Linked DNA regions of Sus scrofa: region 1 is linked to region 2. The links are chromatin contacts, called in public Hi-C maps. All regions are on one chromosome and are shown on one strand. The core of a region is the stretch at or near the end of the contact, and the rest is flanking DNA. Distances in the headings are between cores, read along the strand shown.

The links. A called contact is a pair of places that touch in the nucleus more often than the background predicts.
Region 1: a contact with region 2 is called in a Hi-C map of liver, with 1.9 times the contacts expected there. The contact joins the promoter of DUSP1 here to the promoter of BNIP1 in region 2. A contact is called at or near these places in 2 of 5 promoter capture datasets (fetal liver and liver), 4 of 47 Hi-C or Micro-C datasets (embryonic fibroblasts, heart right ventricle and liver) and 1 of 2 datasets of contacts at active chromatin or transcription factors (alveolar macrophages).

What each region holds. Positions count from the first base shown.
Region 1 is chr16:51,454,156-51,461,149 of Sscrofa11.1, forward strand. It overlaps DUSP1 (dual specificity phosphatase 1), which reads left to right and starts at 4,107. Exons shown (of 5, transcript NM_001256075.1): 1 at 4,107-4,473; 2 at 4,750-4,895; 3 at 5,237-5,456; 4 at 5,890-6,195; 5 at 6,198-6,259. The coding sequence starts at 4,107. The coding sequence ends at 6,259. It overlaps LOC102166710 (a long non-coding RNA gene), which reads right to left and starts at 3,727. Exons shown (of 5, transcript XR_001304774.2): 1 at 3,197-3,727; 2 at 1,543-1,650.
Region 2 is chr16:51,137,207-51,143,302 of Sscrofa11.1, forward strand. It overlaps BNIP1 (vesicle transport protein SEC20), which reads right to left and starts at 3,183. Exons shown (of 6, transcript XM_003134044.6): 1 at 2,825-3,183; 2 at 290-382. The coding sequence starts at 2,908. LOC102165988 (a long non-coding RNA gene) reads left to right here and starts at 1,240. Exons shown (of 4, transcript XR_002339699.1): 1 at 1,240-2,481; 2 at 2,877-3,302.

The sequences.
Region 1 (6,994 bases), core at 2,857-5,356, 320 kb after region 2:
TTTGGCCTGGGACTGGGAGCCCAGAGGGGACAGCATTGGGTGGGGGAGGGGGAAGAGAGCAGTGTGAGCAAAGCGTGAGCAAGGGTGCAGAGGTGGGAAAGGTTGAGAAACACACGTCCACAGGGTTTGCCTAGAGAACAAGAGAGAGAGTGAGGGCGGGGCCAGGTGGAGGGGCGGGGCCAAGTGGAGGGGCAGGACCAGGTGGAAGCGCGGTGGCAGGTGGGGGCGGGCCAAAGCTTAGGATTTGGTGGGATGGGGGGAGTTTGGAAGGGTACTGAGCAAAGGGAGAAGCTGCCCTACAGCGCAGGGGAGACCGTAAAAGAGCTGTGGATTCTAGAAGAGAACAGGAATGATGAGAGCCAGCTCCCTCTCCTGAGAGCAGCCCCTCCAGATGTGACCCCCATCAGGCCCTTTCTAACACATGGTCCTATTTTGTCCGAGGTGGATAGCATTCCCAGCTTACAAATGGGGAAACTGAGGCTCAGAAATGTTAAGCCACTTGCCCAAGGTTACAGAGCAGACAGTGATCTTGGGCCTTTCTGACTGTCATAGATGGGAATGCCACCCTTTATTTCTCCTCCTATGACCCCAGGATAGGTCCAAAGTCAACGTCAACTTCGAGGGCAGGATTCAGATAGGCATTGTAGGGCAATGCCAGCGCTGGCTACACTCTTTCCCCTTCACAGCCCTTAGTCGTACATGGGTTGTTTTGTATTTTTTTGGCCATGCCTATGGCATGTGGATGTTCCAGGGCCAGGGATCGAACCTGCAACAGGGCAGTGGCAACATTAGGATCTTAACCCCCTGAGCCACCAAGGACCTTCTAGAAGTACATGTTCTTATCTCCATCACAGAAGGAGGGACTGGGGACACAAGAGGGCAAGGCCATAGATTAAGGGTGGGGAGCCCAGGTCAGGCCTTCCTACTACCCCATACTGGCTCCAGGTTTGTCCCTCAGCACATCTAAAATCAGGAGGAGCCCAAGTCAGAAAGGCCAGGTTCTCTCTTCTTTTTTTTTTTGTTTTTTTGTTTTTTTGCTCTTTAGGGCCGCTCACGTGGCATATGGAGGTCTCCAGGCTAGGGGTCCAATCGGAGCTACAGGTGCCGGCCTACGCCACAGCCACAGTCACAGCCACATCAGATCCAAGCCGTGTCTGCAACCTACTCCACAGGTCACATCAATGCCGGATCAGATCCTTAACCCACTGAGCGAGGCCAGGGATAGAACACCCAAGCTCATGGTTCCTAATAGGATTGTTTCCACTGCACCACAATGGGAACTTCCAGGTTCTCTCTTCTGAATCAACATCCTTTGATTGATGCTTTTTCATGCCCCTCTGCACACGAGGCCCACAGTTCCAGCCCCTTGCTGCTTCTGTAGTCACCCGGGGCCAGATTTCTCTGGGTCTCTCTCTGGCTCCACGTCCAGCCAGAAAAAGTATTTCTACTCCTTGGACTGGGGGCCTGGGTGGGTACAGCTTTACCACCAGACCCCCTAGCCTGAGCTATAATGTGTTGATTGGTCTCAAGGAGGGAACTTACCCTGAGCTGGACCTCTGTACCAACCACACCTACTGGCATCTTGTGACCTCCCCAGGTTCTGGTGCTAGATCTTGAAACACATAGAAGCTTGATAATAAAAGAACTGCCCTGCTGGGGAGAGGAAAACCAGAGACTTAGTGAATTGTAATGAGAAGGGATGGGTAGGGCCTGGGTTCCTTACACTCCCCTTCTCTAACTTGGGCCGCAAACCATCCACAAAGTAGGCGGCTGAAAAACCCATTGTACAGATGAGGTTAGAGGCTCAGTAGGGGAAGAGATTCATCTAGGATCACCCAGAAGCAACATGACAGCATGGGCTTTCAGTTCTGCTCTTTCCAGAAAGGGACAGAAAGGAGAAACCCGCAGAGCTCAGCAGACACCAGACTCCAGGGCCAGACTGTGCCCCTCATCGCTGTAATATTTGTATTAACAAAAAGGCTGTGTGTGTGTGTGTGTGTGTGTGTGTTTTAATGCGTAGGCGAAGGTATAATGAATGTTCTTGGTAAAAAATTAAAACATTTCAAAAATTAAAAAAAAAAAGCCAAAATTGGGGCAGGTCAAGTTGGTATGCTGGGAAAAGTCAGAGGCTGTAACATTTTATGATTCAATGCATGAAATATGAGTTCCTCAGCTGAATAAGTAGTACAAACAAATATTTTTTTTTTCGTTTTTAAAAAAAGATACAAGGAGGGTGTTGACCTTATCTGAGGACCTTTTTGCTGTCCTCAGCCAATGTTCATTTGAAGGTAGAAAACGCCCTTTAAAAAAAAAAAAAAAAAAGCCCTTACTTTTCTAAAATGTAGACAGAAAGCTTGAGCCTGTGAGAACACAAGCTAAGCGAGACAAATGCAGAAGTTTCCCCCGGTGATACAATCCGCGATCAACGACATAGGGTGGCCGTGAAATCCCCGCCCCCACCTCCCCGGGAGGAGGGGTAGGAAACCACAGAATGTTCCTGACCAGGCAATCCAGCCCGGTGGCGCAATGTTTATGTTTGTGTACCTAGCACATCGGTGCCGCCCGAAGGAGGCTCTGCCGCCTGAGGTGGGGGGTGGGGGTTGTCACTCGGTAGCCCAGGACGAGGGTAACCGCATGCGGGTCTCCCCAAATGCGCGTCCAGGTCCTGGTAATCCTCTTAGAGCACCCAGGATGGGGATTTCGAGTTAAGCCCATATTAGTGGCGAGAACCAGGGCGTGGGGGCTGGGCCCGGCTCCTGTTCCTGACTCCTGTTCCCAGCTGGAGGCTCCCAGCCCAGGGCAGAGTTAGGTGCTCAATCAGTGCACATTTGGGGAATAAAGAGATGGAGTGGCTACAACTGTCTTTAAGTAAACGTGACCCAAAACATGTCTGGCGGCCTCGGGAGGGCGCTGTCGAGCCGCGCTGGGGGGGGGGTCCGCCTCCCTTAACACGGAACCCCGCAGTCCTCGACCTGACTTTACGACCCCCCCGACCAGGATTTCAGCCCTCTGAAATCTTCTAACCTTTCTTAGTTCACAATGGTCTGGGCAAGCACATGACTGAGAAAGACCTTTTTCCTCTTGGGTTTGACTGGAAGGCATTTTACTTGTTAAATGTACATTTTATTTTTAAGTAACAGGAGAGTAGTCTGGGGAGTAGGAAAATATTTCCCTGAACACCTCCACCCCAACTCACCCCGGTTGTTCTTGGCTGGACAAACTCGTTAATTTTCCTCCAACCTTCATTTCAGGCTCCTCTCTGTCCCTCGACCCCCAGCAGCGTGATGCTGGGCAAGTAAATAGCCTCTCCTTGAGAACCTGTTTCCTCGCCTGTTGGGGATGAGGAAATGAGAGAAAGGGGCCCACATCTCTGCAAAAACGCAGGAAACCCCTTTCCGTTCTGCTCTGCGGCGGAGGGGGCGCGGGGAAGGGGCACAGGGCGGGGGGAAGGGAGGCGGAGGCCGGTGGCATGCGGCCTGATCTCCCAGCCGCTCTCAACACCGAGGTCAGCCTTCAGCTGCTCGCGCGCCCTTCCTCTCTCCTCCCTGCCGGTCCCGGAGAGTAGCTCGGGCCAGCTCCCCGGGGACGCGCCAGGCGCAGGCCGGACGGCCCGGCGGGGGATGGGACCCGAGCCAGAGCGCAGCCAGCGGACCCCACTCAGAGGCCGATGACGTCTTCCCCTTTGGCTCGGCCGGCGCCAAGCCCGGCAGGGCGGGTGACGTCACCACACCGGTCACGTGACCGTCATTCAAACAAACAACCCCCTCCCCTTGCGCGCGCGCGCGCGCGCGCGCCTCCGCGCGCCCCTCCCCGCCCCGCCCGCCGAGAGGCCACATATAAGCGCGCTTCCCGCGGGTCTGACTCGCCGTGAAGGACGTTGGGGTTGTAGGTTCTACGCGGGTTGGAGGGGCAGGCAGGGGAGCAGTAAGGAACCCGAGGCGGTCGAGAGACCCGCACGAAGACCCTTCGCTCAGCCCAGAGGCAGTTTGGAGTTTGGCTTAAAGAAAACGAGGGTCAGGCTTTTCCTCGAAAGCCGTCGCCCTCCCCTTGGCTTCCGAGGACAAAGAGCACAAGAAGACTTCACGCTGGGGGCGCTGGGGCCGGCCATGGTCATGGAAGTGGGATCCCTGGACGCCGGAGGCCTGAGGACGCTGCTGCGGGAGCGCGCGGCGCAGTGTCTGCTGTTGGACTGTCGCTCCTTCTTCGCTTTCAACGCCGGCCACATCGCCGGCTCCGTCAACGTGCGCTTCAGTACCATCGTGCGGCGCCGGGCCAAGGGCGCCATGGGCCTGGAGCACATCGTGCCCAACGCGGAGCTGCGCGGCCGCCTGCTGGCCGGCGCCTACCACGCCGTGGTGCTGCTGGACGAGCGCAGCGCTGCCTTGGAGTGCGCCAAACGCGACGGCACCCTGGCTCTGGCCGCCGGAGCGCTCTGCCGCGAGGCGCGCGGCGCGCAAATCTTCTTGCTCAAAGGTACGCCCTCGGGGACGCTCAGGGGCGGGCCGCACGCCCCCTGTCGCCTAGCCCGGGGACCCCCGGCTCTCAGCATCTAGGGGACTGCCCCACCTGGAGCGCCTGGGCGCTCGATCCGCATTCTGGGGACTTGTTGGCTTTGTTTGGTCTGTGAACAAAGACTCGCCTGGGCCTCTCCGGGGTAAACTTCCAGTCCCGTTGGATAGCGGAGTTGTTTGAAGGGTGCCCTGTGTCGGCGGTACTAATGGGAAAAAAAATGTCTCTTTGTATTCCCAGGAGGATATGAAGCTTTTTCTGTTTCCTGCCCGGAGCTCTGCAGCAAACAGTCGACCCCCATGGGGCTCAGCCTTCCCCTGAGTACTAGCGTCCCTGACAGCACCGAATCAGGGTGCAGTTCTTGCAGCACTCCACTCTACGATCAGGTTAGTAGGGGGCCTTACCAGAGGGGAGAAGGAACAGCTGGTAAATGTAGGAGAATATAGAAAGTGACATGCAGCTTTATTTATAACGGGGGACACGGGGATATTTATCCCGTGGTTAAGTGGTATGATGGAGCTGAGTCTCTAATTGTTGGCACTACAGAAGTGAACTTTGTTGGCCCTGCCCAAGCAACTGGGCTTAGTCCCCTATTTTCTATACCAGCAAGATGCTGCGAAGGTCACCCAGTATTGAAACTGACTTGTTCAGGGAGTTTTTGTGGGTGTGGGCATGAGCATTGCCATTGAACAAGGCTTGACAAGTGTTGGATGTTTCTGGATTTCAGGGTGGCCCAGTGGAGATCCTACCCTTTCTCTACCTGGGGAGTGCCTACCATGCTTCTCGCAAGGACATGCTGGATGCCTTGGGTATCACTGCCTTGATCAACGTCTCGGCCAACTGTCCCAACCATTTTGAGGGTCACTACCAGTACAAGAGCATCCCCGTTGAGGACAACCACAAGGCGGACATCAGCTCCTGGTTCAATGAGGCAATCGATTTCATCGGTAAATAAGTGGAACAAGATGCCTGGGACCTGTGCCTCCCTGTTTTAGTTTGAGCCACCGAGCCTAAACTCTACAGCAAGAACTTGAGGGACATTCTTTTAAGCTGTAGACATTACTCTCAGTCAGGTGTGGGTGGCATCCCTATGAAGCATAGATTTGATGTCCCACTTTACAGGTTAGCAAACCGAATCTCAGAATGTTGACTTAATTTGTCCCACATGGGTCTGCTCACATGCCCTGGTCTGGGTTTACATGCCCTGTTCCTCTTGCGCAGTGCCCCCATCCGCCTCCAGGAACAGGGCCCATGTGATGGCATGAGGTGATAGTGACCACCTCTGGACAGGACACACACAGCATCTCTTAGACACCCTCTCCCTGGGGTTGGGGTTGTTCTCCTGGGCTCTCAAGTAACCCGCTGCCCTTTGTTTTCCAGATTCCATCAAGAATGCCGGCGGAAGGGTGTTTGTCCACTGCCAGGCGGGCATTTCCCGATCGGCCACCATCTGCCTCGCTTACCTCATGAGGACTAACCGAGTCAAGCTGGACGAGGCCTTTGAGTTTGTGAAGCAGAGGAGGAGCATCATCTCCCCCAACTTCAGCTTCATGGGCCAGCTGCTGCAGTTTGAGTCCCAGGTCCTGGCCCCGCACTGCTCGGCGGAGGCTGGGAGCCCGGCCATGGCCGTGCTGGACCGAGGCGCCTCCACCACCACCGTCTTCAACTTCCCCGTCTCCATCCCCGTCACCCCACGAACAGTGCGTTGAGCTACCTTCAGAGCCCCATCACGACCTCTCCCAGCTGCTGAAAGGCCACGGGAGGTGATCTTCACAACCCACCGGGACTCCAGGCTCCTTCTTGCAAGGAGACATGCAATAACTCCAAGGAAGGGGGCTCGCGAGGGCTGGTCCTTCCTTATTTAATTTCATCCGAATTCCACTGGGTTCCTGGGCGGTCCTGGGGATGACTTGGCGCCAAGACCGTCTGCTGAACTCAGCACATTGGGGACCAACATGCCGTGCGTGGGTGCATCAAGTCTCTGACAAAAGGGGCAGAAGAGAGAGGACTCGGTGTGCGAGCCGATTTTTTTCTGCTGGGCCCTGTTTCCTGAAGAAACTTCATGCTTGACATACCTACCAGTGTTACCATTCCCAATGACACATACGTATGAGACTGGACTTGATTTTATTTATTTTTGTGTCGGTGATCCGCCTTCACAGTTGTCAGCGTCTACTCCTAGAAGAACCATATACCTCAATTTTTGTGTTTGAGTACTGTAACCTCTTGTAAATAGATCCTGAGCAGGTTTGTTTTCAGCACTGATGGAAAGCAGCAGTGTTGGGTTTGTTTGTTTTTTAAGTTGCCAACAGTTGTATGTTTGCTGATTATTTATGACCCGAAATAATATATTTCTTCTTCTACGAAGACATTTTGTTACATAAGGATGACTTTTTATACCGCAGAATAAATTATGGCATTTCTATGGAAATCTCAATGCTTTATTTGTTGGGCAGCCCCACCGATCCCTCCCCCAGCACTGAAA
Region 2 (6,096 bases), core at 1,933-4,432:
CCTTGCTCTAATGATTTTGGAAACAGCACATATACCCTAGTTGAATTCAAGACTGTTACATAAGCATATGATGCGACTAGAGACACAGAAACAGAGAGGAAGAGGCCAAAGTGACAGTATGAAAAAAAAAACCATTACCAGATAATTGTAATGAATTGAGGTGGATGGGTTAGAGAGAGGGGTAGAGAAAAGAAAGTTAATTCAAGTGATCTCTGAGTCTTCAAGTTGAAAAATTCCAAGGACAATGAATGCTGCCCAGTCTCAGCATCCCTGCTCTGCGGACACTTACCTGTATTCTGTGCCGCAACTGTTGAAATTTTTCTTTCACTTTAGTATTCAGTTCCGTAAGTGCACTTAAGGGTCCTGAACAATCTCGAATATCCTAGGAAAAAGTGAAGAGATGAGGGAGCCTTTCTCAAGGCAATGAAATGAAACGACACCAGCTGTACCGTGAGAGAGTTGGCTTAGGTCACAACTAAGTTTGGCCTACTAACTGAAATTCATCCTGATCTTTGATGTTTACCTCTACAACACAAGCAAAAACAATGTAATTTACATTTTTCTCATCCCGCTTTAGATAACTTCTCAGCAAGTAACATAAAAGCACAGATAGAAACACAACTCTATCTTGACCTATTAGTTCCTGAAGTTTACCAAAACTCCATTCAGCCATTATGAAAGACTTAAAGCAACTTGTGACAGGAATGGACATCTAAAAGACAGACTGTAGCTTTACTTTAATGGTGGGGGGCACTCCTATGGCATATGGAGGTTCCCAGGCTAGGGGTCCAATGGGAGCTACAGCTGCCAGCCTACGCCCACAGTCACAGCAACAGAGGATCTGAGCAGCGTCTGTGACCTACAGCACAGCTCACAGCAACGCCAGATCCTTAACCCACTGAGTGAGGCCAGGGATTGAACTCACAACCTCATGGTTCCTAGTCGGATTCATTTCCACTGCGCTACAATGGGAACTCTGACGTATTATAACATTAGACTGTAATGTTACATGGTTCCAACTTAAAAGTCAGGATGCGGAGTTCCCGTCGTGGCGCAGTGGTTAACGAATCCGACTAGGAACCATGAGGTTACGGGTTTGGTCCCTGCCCTTGCTCAGTGAGTTAACGATCCGGCGTTGCCGTGAGCTGTGGTGTAGGATGCAGACGCGGCTCGGATCCCATGTTGCTGTGGCTCTGGCATAGGCCGGTGGCTACAGCTCCGATTGGACCTCTAGCCTGGGAACCTCCATATGCCGCGGGAGCGGCCCAAAGAAATAGCAAAAAGACCAAAAAAAAAGTCAGGATGCTAATATTTGGCATTATATGACAAGATTAACTTCTTGATCTAATTTTATAAACCCTCTATTGTAAGTCACTGTTTATAAACATGCTCAAAGATAGATTTAGAATTTGCTTCTGGACATTCAGAATTTCCAGGGCCAGGTTTTAAAGCAGGCCCTAGGATATATTATGTACATTCAAATTCTGGTTGTAGCAATTATAAGCTGTTTTATTTTACCTTGAAAAAGTTACTGAGTCCTATGTGCCTTAGTTTCCTCATCCCAACATTACCTACTTCATAGATCAGGTATGTAGTAAAGGGTTTAGCAGAGGAGTTGGAACACAGTAAGAATGCGCTAACTCTAGCTATGATCAACTGTTCTCATCACAAGAACAAAGAGAGCTAGAGAGTGCCCAAAAGGGCTTAAGCAATATAGATTATGTGAAAAGACAGTTTCGTTTGTTTTATGACTCCTCAACTTATTTTTCTAAAATTGGCCCAGAGGTTTGTAGTTTATACATCGGAAACATGAAGTTCAAGAGTTTAACTGTTTGCATCAAGTTGCCTCACTTGTTCTATGGATTATGCATTAAATCACACTTCTTTGCTCCATATAATAAACTATTAATTTGGTTTATTTTGCATTTGGCTTCTGTGGGGAGCCTTATTTTCCTCCACCTTTTACCACAGTTGGCTGCAAATTCTCAGTCTACATCCAACGTTTAGTAACGTTTGTTGTAAATGGAAACGATCTGCCTCAAATGAAGATTTTAAACTCTTGGTTTCCTTTTGCTAAACTCAAGTAACCATTTCTACATTCCTAACTCTTGCCTATGCCAAGGGGTTTATTGTTATCTTCTACCCTCAAACGGCCTAAAACAAAGGACCTCAATTACCCCATCTGTTAAACGAAGTAGACTCAAGTCTTTTTTCTATACTGACTTTCCCTGTCCGACCCCAGTTTTGCCATTATCTGCCCTCTGACCCAGGCCTTGGCCCTTGACTCGATTTCCTAATTTACAAATCACAACGTCCAGGTTACGTTCACTTCATCCAGTGCCTCCCGCGCCAAGGGGCCTTTGGTGACCCGGGACATCAGACCCACGGAACTGGCCACAGGGGCCGGGGTTAACGGCCCCCAGGACTCTACCAAAGGATGGAAAGGGCGGTGTCAGAAGGCAGGGCCAAGCAGGATGACAGGTAAATTGGAGACTGGGGCAGGGCGAGGAAACGGCCGGAGTGGGGCAGGGGCCACAAAAAGGTAGCCAGGCCTGAGGCGGAGGCTGGGGAAGGGAGAGGGAGAGGAGAGGCCTTGGAGAGGGCGAGCCAACGGGAGCCGGAAGAAGGATCAAGGAGAAGAGTCCAGGGGATGAAGGGAACGGGACCAAAAGGGGAGCAGCTAGGAAAAGGGGGCGGGGCCAGCGACCTCGGAGACTTGACCAGATGGGGAAAGCTCAGCAGTGAGACCGCCGAGCTGAAAGAAAACCAAAACCACTTGGGTTTCGGGCCGCTGGTCCCCATTGGGGGTCCTGGGAATTAGTACCTGAATAAGCGCCTTCACTTCCAGGTCGAATTTAACAATCTCTTGGTTACAGATCCGTACGTGGACATCCTGGGGAGCCGCCATGTTGGGGAATGCTGACTACGGACAGCCGCGGGGCCCAAGTTCCAACGCGTTTTCTCCCGGCCTCCCTTCCTTCCCGGCCGGGCCTTGGGGCAGCGCCCCCTAAAGACCGGCCTGCGGCGAGCGAGGGCGGCGGCGCAGTGGTGGGGACTTTCCCTGACACGTGGGCGCGCACTCAGTCGGCCTGTTGGTGTGGATCTAGTTAAGAGAGAGAGAGAGAGAGAGAGAGAGCGAGAGCGAGAGCGAGAGCCGAGGGTATTATCGAGAACGCTTTAACGGTGATCCCTCCGCATACTCCGCCCATCAGCCACTCTAAAGAATGCGGGGTTTTTTGCATGGGGGCGGGGGGTGGGGGGAACCGCTGGAAGAAAAGTATCAACTGGGATATCTCTGAAAGGTATAATTAACAATTGTTTACACTTTTTTAAACTTTCTTGTATTTTCATATTTTCTACAGTGAATATAAATTGTGGAATGAAAGAAAAAAATGACAAACGTTGTTACACTTTTTTAAATATACGAAATTCAAGGCAAGTCCCTAGGGAATCTTCTGTTAGTCCAGCTTGAGTGCTAGGGATCTTTGCGTCTAAAATGCGCAACTGGTAAGTCACATTCCAGTTTATACCCCTTCTCTGCTCCTGGCGGTTCCCTTTTGTGTACAATTAGATTTATTAAATAATTTACCTGGCTGGAGTAGTTTTGATGGAAATAACAACCTGGCTGTTGTCTCTCTCTCAACAGACAGAGAGTCTTTCACTTTATTTTTCTTATAAAATAGTCCAAGTTTCTTAACTTGGCCCTCAAGACCATCAGCTACCCCACCCAGCGCCCCCGCCCCCCTTGCATTCTTCAAGCTCTTTTTGGGTCCGTAGTTGTGGGGTTTTTGTTTTGTTTTTTGGGTGGTTTCTCTTTGGCTGTGCCTGGGACATGTGGAAGTTCCTGGGCCAGGGATTGAACCTTTGCCGGAGCAGCAACCCCAGCCATTGCAGTGACAGTGCTGGATGCTTAACACCCTGAGCAAATGGGAAGTCTGGATCTGTAGTTGTGGAATGTGCTTTTCTCCTTCTTAGAATGCTTTTCCCCACTTGCCCTCACCCCATTCACCTTTGTTCTGCAATCATAGACTGGGAAAAACTGAGTGTCAGCTGTTGCCCTTTAGCCTCACAACCACCCTTGAAATAGGTAATAACCCAGTTTCACAGTTCGGGAGTTGGACTAAGGCCAGATCAAAACAAAACAAAAAACGAGTTCCCGTCGTGGCTCAGTGGTTAACGAATCCGACTAGGAACCATGAGGTTTTGAATTTGATCTCTGGCTTTGCTCTGTGGGTTAAGGATCTGGCATTGCAGTGGGCTGTTGTGTAGGTCGCAGACGAGGCTCAGATCTGGTGTTGCTGTGGCTCTGGTGTAGGCTGCGGTCTGGGAACCGATGAGGGGTCCAGTTAGACCTCTACCCTGGGAACCTCCACATGCCGTGGGTACGGCCCTAGAAAAGACAAAAAAGACAAAAACAGAACAAAACATCCTTGCCCCAAGGTTGCCCAAATTAAAAGTGGCAGAGCCTTAAGTGAAAGCCCTATCTTCCTTCCCTCAAAAACCAAATATGGCCCCTTGAATAGTGTCGAATAAGGGGGGAGCTGCGTGCTCCCACATCTGTATTCCTCCAGTGTTCCACACCCCCTCCCTCCAGGCCTTCATTATTCCACTGCATCTAATAGAGAGGCCACGTGAGGGTTAAGGCAGGCTTCCCCTCTCGGTACTTCAGCCTCCTCAGAGGCTAGCTGGTGGAGATCACAGCTACATGAAGTCATACATAAAAAGCACCAAGCACAATGTAGTAATGTGGCACATGCTAAGAATGCAAAGCACATTGGCCGCTATTATTATATTACTGACATTTGTGGCACTCTTCCCTTGTGCCAGGAACTTTATATGAAGTGCTTTATGTGTATCATTCTTTCACAACAGCCCTGAGGTAGAATTATCCACTTCCTACAGATAAAGAAACAGGCACAGAGAGAATAATGACTTGCCCAGCGCAATGGAATGGCTAGGTCGAAGGTTACATGCATTTCAAAATTCTAATACATACAACTGCATTGCTTTTCTTAGAGGTTATATCAATTTACACTCCCACCAGCGATGTGGTATGAACGCCCGCTTTCTCATGGCCTCACCCACATGGTGTGATAACAAACACTGGGATTTTTGCCAATTGGATCAAGTGAAAAATGCCACCTTTTAATTTGCATTTCTCTTATCATGAATAAGGTTGAGAACTATTTGTATTTACTGTTTTTCTATTAGGTTGTTGGTCTTTTGCCTATCCATTCCCAGGAGCTCTTTATTCATTAGGAGGATTTGTTCCTACAGATAAGCTTTGCCTCTTTTTTTTTTTTTTTTTTTTGTCTTTTTGCTATTTCTTTGGGCTGCTCCCACGGCACATGGAGGTTCCCAGGCTAGGGGTCTAATCGGAGCTGTAGCCGCCGGCCTACGCCAGAGCCACAGCACCGCAGGATCCGAGCCACGTCTGCAACCTACACCACAGCTCACGGCAACGCCGGATCCTTAACCCACTGAGCAAGGGCAGGGACCGAACCCGCAACCTCATGGTTCCTAGTCGGATTCGTTAACCACTGCGCCACGACAGGAACTCCGCTTTGCCTCTTAAGCTACAGAATTTTGACTTCGTTTAAGTATTTTGGGTTTTTTTTTGTTTGTTTTTTGTCTTTTTGCCTTTTCTAGGGCTGCTCCTGTGGCACATGGAGTTCCCAGGCTAGGGGGCCAATCGGAGCTGTAGCCACAGCAATGCGGGATCTGAGCCACGTCTGCGACCTACACCACAGCTCACGGCAATGCCGGATGCTTAACCCACTGAGCAAGGCCAGGGATCGAACCTGAAACCTCATGGTTCCTAGTCGGATTCATTAACCACTGAGCCATGATGGGAACTCCCGTTTAAGTATTTTGGACCTTCAAGATTTGAAATTTTTTATTTCTGTTTCATATATAATTTGTTAATCTTCATTTATGACTCCTAGATTTGAGATCCCATTAGAAAGGCCTTCCATGCTCACATGGGTTCAAAGGAATTCCCCACATGTCCTAGTGTTTTGTTTTGTTTTTGCTTTTTAGGGTTGCACCTGAGGCATATGGACGTTCCAAGGCTAGGGCTCGAAAGGGAGCTGCAGC